2 separate regions of the Ovis aries genome follow, and region 2 is linked to region 1. A link is a contact called in public Hi-C data. All regions are on one chromosome and are shown on one strand. Each heading gives the region's core, a stretch centred on a gene start, on an enhancer-like site or on the middle of the called end of the contact. The rest is flanking DNA. Distances are from core to core; before and after follow the strand shown.

Region 1 (3,592 bases), core at 782-3,281:
TCAACCCTGGGATTTCTTTGACTCTTCCTTTGAACCGTGAGAACATCTGCCCAGTTCCCTCATATCAATGAATAACATACATTGTCGTAACATATGCTCAGTTTTATATCTGTATGAAAGCCATGCTTTTACCTTTCCATGATAATTACCTTTTAATTAACTACTTTTTAATAAACCTCAATTGGAGAATATTCTAAAGATGGCTGACCTATGATCTTGAAAGTGTCAAAGCCGTGAGAGAACAGGAAAGATTAAGGAATAGCTCCAGACTACAAGAGATTATACTAGGGAACCAGTGGTTGAAACTTACATGAGTTGTCTGGCAACAGGAGGTCCCAGTAAGGAAGAAAGTGCTGCCACTAAAAACTAACCAGAATTCAGGAGGGGCCCAAAGGAGGGTGGAGAAGCCAATCCATATGTCCCACCAACCTCCCGAAATCCTTGCTGGAATCCATCTTGGCTGAGAGATTGCACGCACAACCAGGAAGTATGCTGAGTCAGACCAAATATGGGGCACAAGCAAGATGATTGCCCAGGGACAACCCAGAAACTACGCATAACCATAAAACCTGAGATTGTGGTCCACAAGGCAGAGCAGTTATTCTGGGTTCCTGTACCACCTTGTTGCTCTCTGTCCAGGCACCCCTTCCCAATTAAGTATTTTTTCTTTTATTTTGTCAGTACTGTGTCTCCTAGAACAATTCATTTTTGAGTGTTCGACAAGCACCTACTGTCCAGACCTGGAAAAGGTCCCCCTTCCTGAAACAATTAGGAGAAGGCAGGACAACTGGGTGCAAGGGGCTCTCTGGGATTAGATCTTTGGAAGGGACACAATCAGGACAACTGGTGAAACTTGAGCTTGCAACTTTCCCATTAAATTTGGAACTGTTAAACTAATTGAACAAGCCACCCTTTAGAGGAGGCGGCTCTAATACTCTGGCTGCCTACATAATCAATCCAAAACCCGAAACCTGCAAAGGCCTCCAGGTTAGGAAATGGAAACCTAAGGACAAGCAACCAGACTTGACTAACAGTCTAACAAGGCCCTTGCTTGTTTCCACTTCTTCTCTGTAAGAGACTCTTCCCTCCCCAGCTAGCTCCTGTGGATAGTGTTCCTAACCACTTCCAGTTTGGCACTGACCAATTCTAACTGATTTCTATTCAAATATACTCTAAAAATGTTTTGCTATGGGTCAGTTAATCTTTTAAGAGAACTGCTTTAAAATTAATGCTTGTCAGAGATGTGTGTGTGTGTGTCTGTGTGTGAAATATATAAAGCAATCAAAGCAATTTTTCAAAATAACCTTCTGGCCTCAGGCCTGTGCATCCTTAGGTATATATAAGCGTGTGTGTGTGTGTGTGTGTGTGTGTGTGCGCGTGCTACCCCTGTAGCAGATTCTGGGTTTAGAAAGTTCTTGACCAGAGTACAGAGAGAAATTCAGTGTTTCTCACTTCTCTACTTCCTCACCTTGGCTTCAGAGAAACATAAGCAGAAGAGGAATTTTTTGTTGTGATGTCTGTTTTTTATCTGAAGTTCTCTCTCTTTCTCTCCTTCTCCTTCTCCCTCTCTCTCTGTCTCCATATATATCCACTTTAAATAAAACATAATCAGGAGAACAAATGATTCTCCAAAAACAATGCTTCACAGTGATCAGAAGCCCCTCACCTTAGCCCAAGCTGTGGCATCCTTTCCCCAGCAGAAGACAAGCTCTCCTTTAAACAGGCTGTATGACCCCTTCTTACTTCTATTATGAGAGTCATGAACAAAGACACAGAGACAAAGCAGAAAGGGATGGGGAGGCGGAGTTTCAGCATAAAGAATTTTCTGCCACACAACCCCCAACAAAGCCCAAGAAGGTCGGCCCCTTTGGCATTAGTGATGCAAATTCCTGGCAGGGCCCCAGAAGGGCTGCTCCTGTTGAAACTCCCTGAGCTCTGTGTCCTGCAGCGCCAAGAAGGCAGACTGAGGGAGCTGGAAGACTCAGCCAGCTTCTCAGCTGGGGCCCACGGACCACACAGAGCTGCTTCTTTCTGGTTCGGCCTGGGGAGCCGCTGGCTCCTCCTCGTGGCCTCTGTCCGAGGTGAAGTACAGGACACGCATGGTGTGACCTGCGCTTGGCGGCTGGCAGAGATTCCCTGATCAATTGGGCCTGGCCTGGACCTTCCACAACAACCACGGTTTATAAGAAACACTGAATTCTCAGAAGCAAGAGCCTGAGTTAGAGCCAACAATCCATGTCCGTGAAGCTTAGCAAAGTCAGTTTCAAAAAAGAAATTTACCTTTTGTGTGAAGACAAAAAAGGTCACACATAGTCCCAAACTGTCATATGCACAACTGTGTCCTCCCCCTCCCCACCCAACAACACACACGTTCTGTGTCTAACCCAGTATCAGAAGTATCTGGCATTCAAAGAATACATACTTAGCTAAATGAATAAAACCTAGAAACCCACTCTCAAGTGTGGGTGCCAGGCAACATCAAGGCCAAGACATCCTTTTGCATGCTTAATTTAGATCATCACTGAATTTCCACACCTGACACACAATCACAACTCTGACTCCAGCCAGCAGAAAGTGATCTGCATCCTCAAAGTTTAACATGAAACTGTTTGTATATTAACAATGACAATTTATAGAAACAACACACATAGCTATACACACACCCGAACATCCTCATCTGTGTCATCTATATGACAGAATGGGGAGGAGACTGACAATTTATACAACAAATGTGGTTTGTTTTTAGGACAATTATTTAAGGGCTTTGCTGTGCTGTGTGCTTAGTTACTCAGTCATATCTGACTCTCTGCGACCCCATGGACTGTTGCCCGCCAGGCTCCTCAGTCCATGGAATTCTCCAGGGAAGAATACTGGAGCGGGTTGCCATGCTCTCCTCAGGGGGATCTTCCCGACCCAGGGTTCGAACCCAGATTTCCTACATTGCAGGTGAATTCTCTACCATCTGAGCCACCAGGGAAGTCCGCTTAAGGGAAAGAGTCCCATAGTTATTTTAGGTATCTAAAATAACTATGGGACTCTTTCCACTGTTGCTAGTATAGCCAAATTTTGGAGAAATTACATCAACTAAGCAAATAAAAAGTACTTGTAAATTCCCCAGATTAGTGAAAACTCCTCAAATACCTCACTGCTGTTTTTCTTAGGAAAGCCAGAATCCCTAAGGAAACACCAGCCCAGTATTGCCCAGAGTGTTAGGAATGGACATACTCCTACAAGAAGGGTAAAGTACAAATTAGGACATGGCAGCAAGCTATGGGGCTGTTCTTATTTTAAAACAGCTTGAATACATGCATATCCACTGAATTAGTAATTTTATTTCAATAAAATAATTATTCACAAAGATTCTGCTGAAAGAAAAACCGATGAGGGAGTGTTCACAATCATAATAAAACCTCAAAACAGTAAATATCCAACAATAGGGGAACAGTTAATTCCACTCTGCATATCCTTCAAATTATCACATTACACTGCTTACCAAGTGCACTTAAACAGAGCTTCAAAAATGAATTAATAGGTAGACAACAACCTAGAGGGGAGGGATGGGGGGATGGGAAGAACGCTCAAGAGAGAGGGG
Region 2 (3,638 bases), core at 652-3,151, 35 kb before region 1:
TAAGAGATTGGATGATTTTGCACAACTTCCCAGGTGATTTGCATATGACTCCTGGCTCAACATGGGGCTTCCCTGGTGGTTCAAAAGGTAAAGAATCTGCCTGCAATGCAGGACACCCGGGTTCAATTCCTGGGTCAGGAAGATCCCCTGGAGAAGGAAATGCAACTCACTCAAGTATTCTTGTCTGGATAATTCCATGGTCATAAGAGCCTGGCAGGCTCCAGTCCACGGGGTCACAAAGAGTCAGACAGGACTGGGCGACTAACTTTCACTTTCACTTTCCTCACTCAACGCATTAAAGTAAAACCTGGAAGGAACTGTCAGAGAGGTAGAATGTGAGCTGCATCCACAATTCGACAGGCAACTCCTAGCAAAGAGTCTGCCAACACACCGGTGGGTGAGAGCAGGACCAGGGCCACCTTGGAACCTTGATCATCGACACACACCAAGCACAGGGACTCTCACCTCTCCATCAGTCTTGGAGTTTTTTGCTAAAATTTAGAAAAACAGATTCAGCTAAAAGATTAAATGGAAGGTCAAAGTCAAAATTTGGGATATGACAGCATAAAAATGAAGCTCTGTAAAGCAAGTTGCAAAGCTGAATACAATGCTTCAGAAGTGTTCTTCTTAGAAAAAACATGTTAAGACTACCAGTAAAAAAGGAATAACATCAAATTATTATTTTTTTTCTAGTTTTACAAATATTATTAGAGAGGTTTATAAAAAAGTTACTCTGATGCACCAATGGTTAAAGTAGAAATTACCCAGTGTTTATGGAAAGCAATTTGATGATATCAAAAGCTTTAAAAATATATATCATAGAAATGTTAGTTTCATGGATTTATCCTAATGACATGATCAAGGATGTACATCAATACCGAGAGGCAAAGATGTTAATTGCTGACTCATCTATAATTTTAAAACACTGAAATACTCAGTAAAAGAGCTTGGCTAAATAAACTGTAGTACACTCATATAAAAACAACTCTTTAGCAATGAAAACAATGCATATAACTGATGTGGAAACATTTTCAAAGAATTCCCATAAAAGATAAGGTTTTCCAAATAACAATAAAGCATAAATACCAATGTGTACAAATGAATATTAACATTAGTGTGTGTGTAAGTATATTCAAGGAAAGAGTATTTGCAGTTATAAAATAATGCCCGATGATTTCTAATTACTGAAGACAAAAGTCTGATTCATGTTGGTTATGAAGGAGGTAAAAAGAAACCCAAATTTACACCTGCAGAATTTGAGGTTAATAAGCCAAAGGTCATATAGAAATGTGATAATGATGAAAGCAAAAATGGACCGGAAGCAGAAACAAAAACAACAGATTATATTCAGGACAAGGCTGTGTTCTGATCTGCAAACTAAGTAAAAAGAAAATCTAGGTGGTAACTAATTAGCATCCATAGCAAGACAAAACTTTTAGGACAATATAAACTGCATGTCACACCATGATTAAATTTCAGGAGACTCTCAATCCGATTGTGATATGGAATCGGCATATGCGAATAACCCAGTCACCAGTCCCAAATAAGGTTTCTCTCACAATTGCCATCACCTGTTTAATTTAAACAGAATCTTCAGCCTCCTGTGAAGTAGATCTAACGAAGTCTAGATGCTTTCCGGGCTAACTACTCTTGGTTACACTTAATCAGAACTGAATAAACAAGCTCAGTATTAGTCACACTTGTACAAGTTATTCCACTCCGCTGCAGCCAGAGGAGACTTTCATGTGATCCTGTTCAAACCAGCTAAACATCTGGAAAATGTGGGAACTATTCTGCAAGGCACAGGAGGACCACACGCTCAGAGGAGACATCGCTTATGAGGCTGAGGTCAGGCCCCTGGGGGCTGGAAGGAGAGAGCTCACTGGAGATGGCTTACTTACTATGAAGCCAAGTTTTTTATAATCCCGGGTGTACATGGACTTGCGCTTCTCCATGCTGCCACTGCTGTTATTTGGTTCAGACTCTGCATCAAAAGCAATTCTTCGAAGTTCAAATATGATGTCCCGCTGAGCCTGAAGGGTTTAGGAAGGAAAAAAAAGGGAGGGAGAGAGAGCTGCCTTCATTCTGTGATGTTTCATCTGCTCCCTCATTCCCCAGGGTCTAAATGAATCACTGGGTACAGGCAAAAGGAAAACAGATAAAGGGCAACCAGTGTTCTAAGTTACAGCTCTGTGAACTTTTTCCCCCCTCCTGCCACTCTCCCTGCTGGTCAGCCCTGGCTTTATTCCACAATTATCCTCATGGCCAAGCCCCCTGAAGCTCTGGTATCAACTGCCCTGTGACATTCTCAATGAGGGCCCCAAATATGATGGAAGGCTTGTGATTGGAAAAAGCCAAGTTAGAGGATCTTGAAGTCCTGTACTGTCAGAAATAAAGTGAGACGCACATAAGGTTTAAGAACAATAGGTAGGTGATACGGGATCCCTAACTCCACTGAGAAGTGACTTCATAGAGACAAATCTGAAAAATGGTTAAAACGGTAAAGGTTCTGTGATGCACGTTTAACCACAATAAGAAAAAGGCATGTATCTTTTACATAAATAGGAGGAGGTTTTCAAGAAGGGAGGGCTGTTCCACCTCTGGACGCATTGCCTTTCGAACTAAAAGTCATAAGGCAGTCTCATCTCTCTGTGATGATTGCACTTGGCCTTGCCAGAAGTGTGGGGCACGTTAGACGGCCGCTGGAAGCCTCTGGATCATTCTGAATCGCGTGGCCTCACGCCACAAACGAAGTGCTGCGGCGGTTACACACTTCGCATGTGTGTCCACATCTGCCAGAGATCAGACCCTCACGTGCCAATAACGAGTGTTTTCCTTTCCAAAGCTGCAGCGCTGTTTAAGCTGCAAATATGCTACAGCAGCGCTCCCAGCTGTTTCCTCTCACTCTGTCTTCACACAGTAAAGTTCCCCCAGAGCCTTTTGGATCAAGACTTAACCTCTCAAGCACAACAGCCAGAGACCTAGAGAGATCTATAGCAGAGAGCCAACCGACAGAAATGGAAGCCCAGAAATCAGATGTAACCTGGGGCCTCGATGGCTCTGACCACTGGAGAATGGAAATACTCTCTCAGCCTGTAGAAGCCATATCACCAGAGCTGCCAAGTGGCTCTGTGTCCTGGGGACTTGACTCCAAAGCTATCACCAATGAAAGCACTGGAGCCAAGTGTCAGTATTTGTAGTCATGCGACGTCAGGCTTTCTTATCCAATAAGGAAAGAGTCTGCATGTGTTCGATACATTAACAAAACAATTCATTTATTTTATTCTATGATCCTATGCATGCTTAGTCACTTAGTTATGTCCAACTATTTGCGACCCTTTGGACTATAGCCTGCCTGGCTCCTCTGTCCATGGAATTTTCCAGGCAAGAATATTGGAGTGAGTTGCTATTTCCTACTCCAGGAGATCTTCCTGACCCAGGGATTGAACTCCTGTCTCCTGTGTCTTCTGCATTGCAAGAGGAGTTTTTACCCACTGAGCTGTCAGAGAAGCCCTCTCTGATTCTAGATTCACCAAAATTTTAAATCCATTTCCCTAAGTTCTGAGATGATAATAATATCATCATCATCAAAAGCCTCCTGGTTTCTAAGAAGCTCAAGAAAAGACCTTTAAGGATGT

What was found. Hi-C and Micro-C count contacts between places; a contact is called where the count stands out from the background.
Region 2: a Hi-C map of hypothalamus shows a contact between it and region 1, with 3 times the contacts expected there. The contact joins two enhancer-like sites. A contact is called at or near these places in 3 of 16 Hi-C or Micro-C datasets (hypothalamus, skin fibroblasts and tail adipose tissue).

What each region holds. Positions count from the first base shown.
Region 1 is chr4:61,654,375-61,657,966 of ARS-UI_Ramb_v3.0, reverse strand. All of the region lies in intron 7 of ELMO1 (engulfment and cell motility 1), which reads right to left. Among named protein-coding and RNA genes, the nearest start is that of ELMO1, 190 kb to the right of the region's middle. Within about 2 kb of position 2,031, at least 18 of the 54 cell types and tissues checked have an H3K27ac peak or open chromatin away from gene starts, as enhancers often do. A contact at or near this core is called in hypothalamus, where this site is marked.
Region 2 is chr4:61,689,619-61,693,256 of ARS-UI_Ramb_v3.0, reverse strand. ELMO1 (engulfment and cell motility 1) reads right to left here. Exons shown (of 23, transcript XM_060414767.1): 14 at 1,902-2,033. Among named protein-coding and RNA genes, the nearest start is that of ELMO1, 230 kb to the right of the region's middle. Within about 2 kb of position 1,901, at least 4 of the 54 cell types and tissues checked have an H3K27ac peak or open chromatin away from gene starts, as enhancers often do. A contact at or near this core is called in hypothalamus, where this site is marked.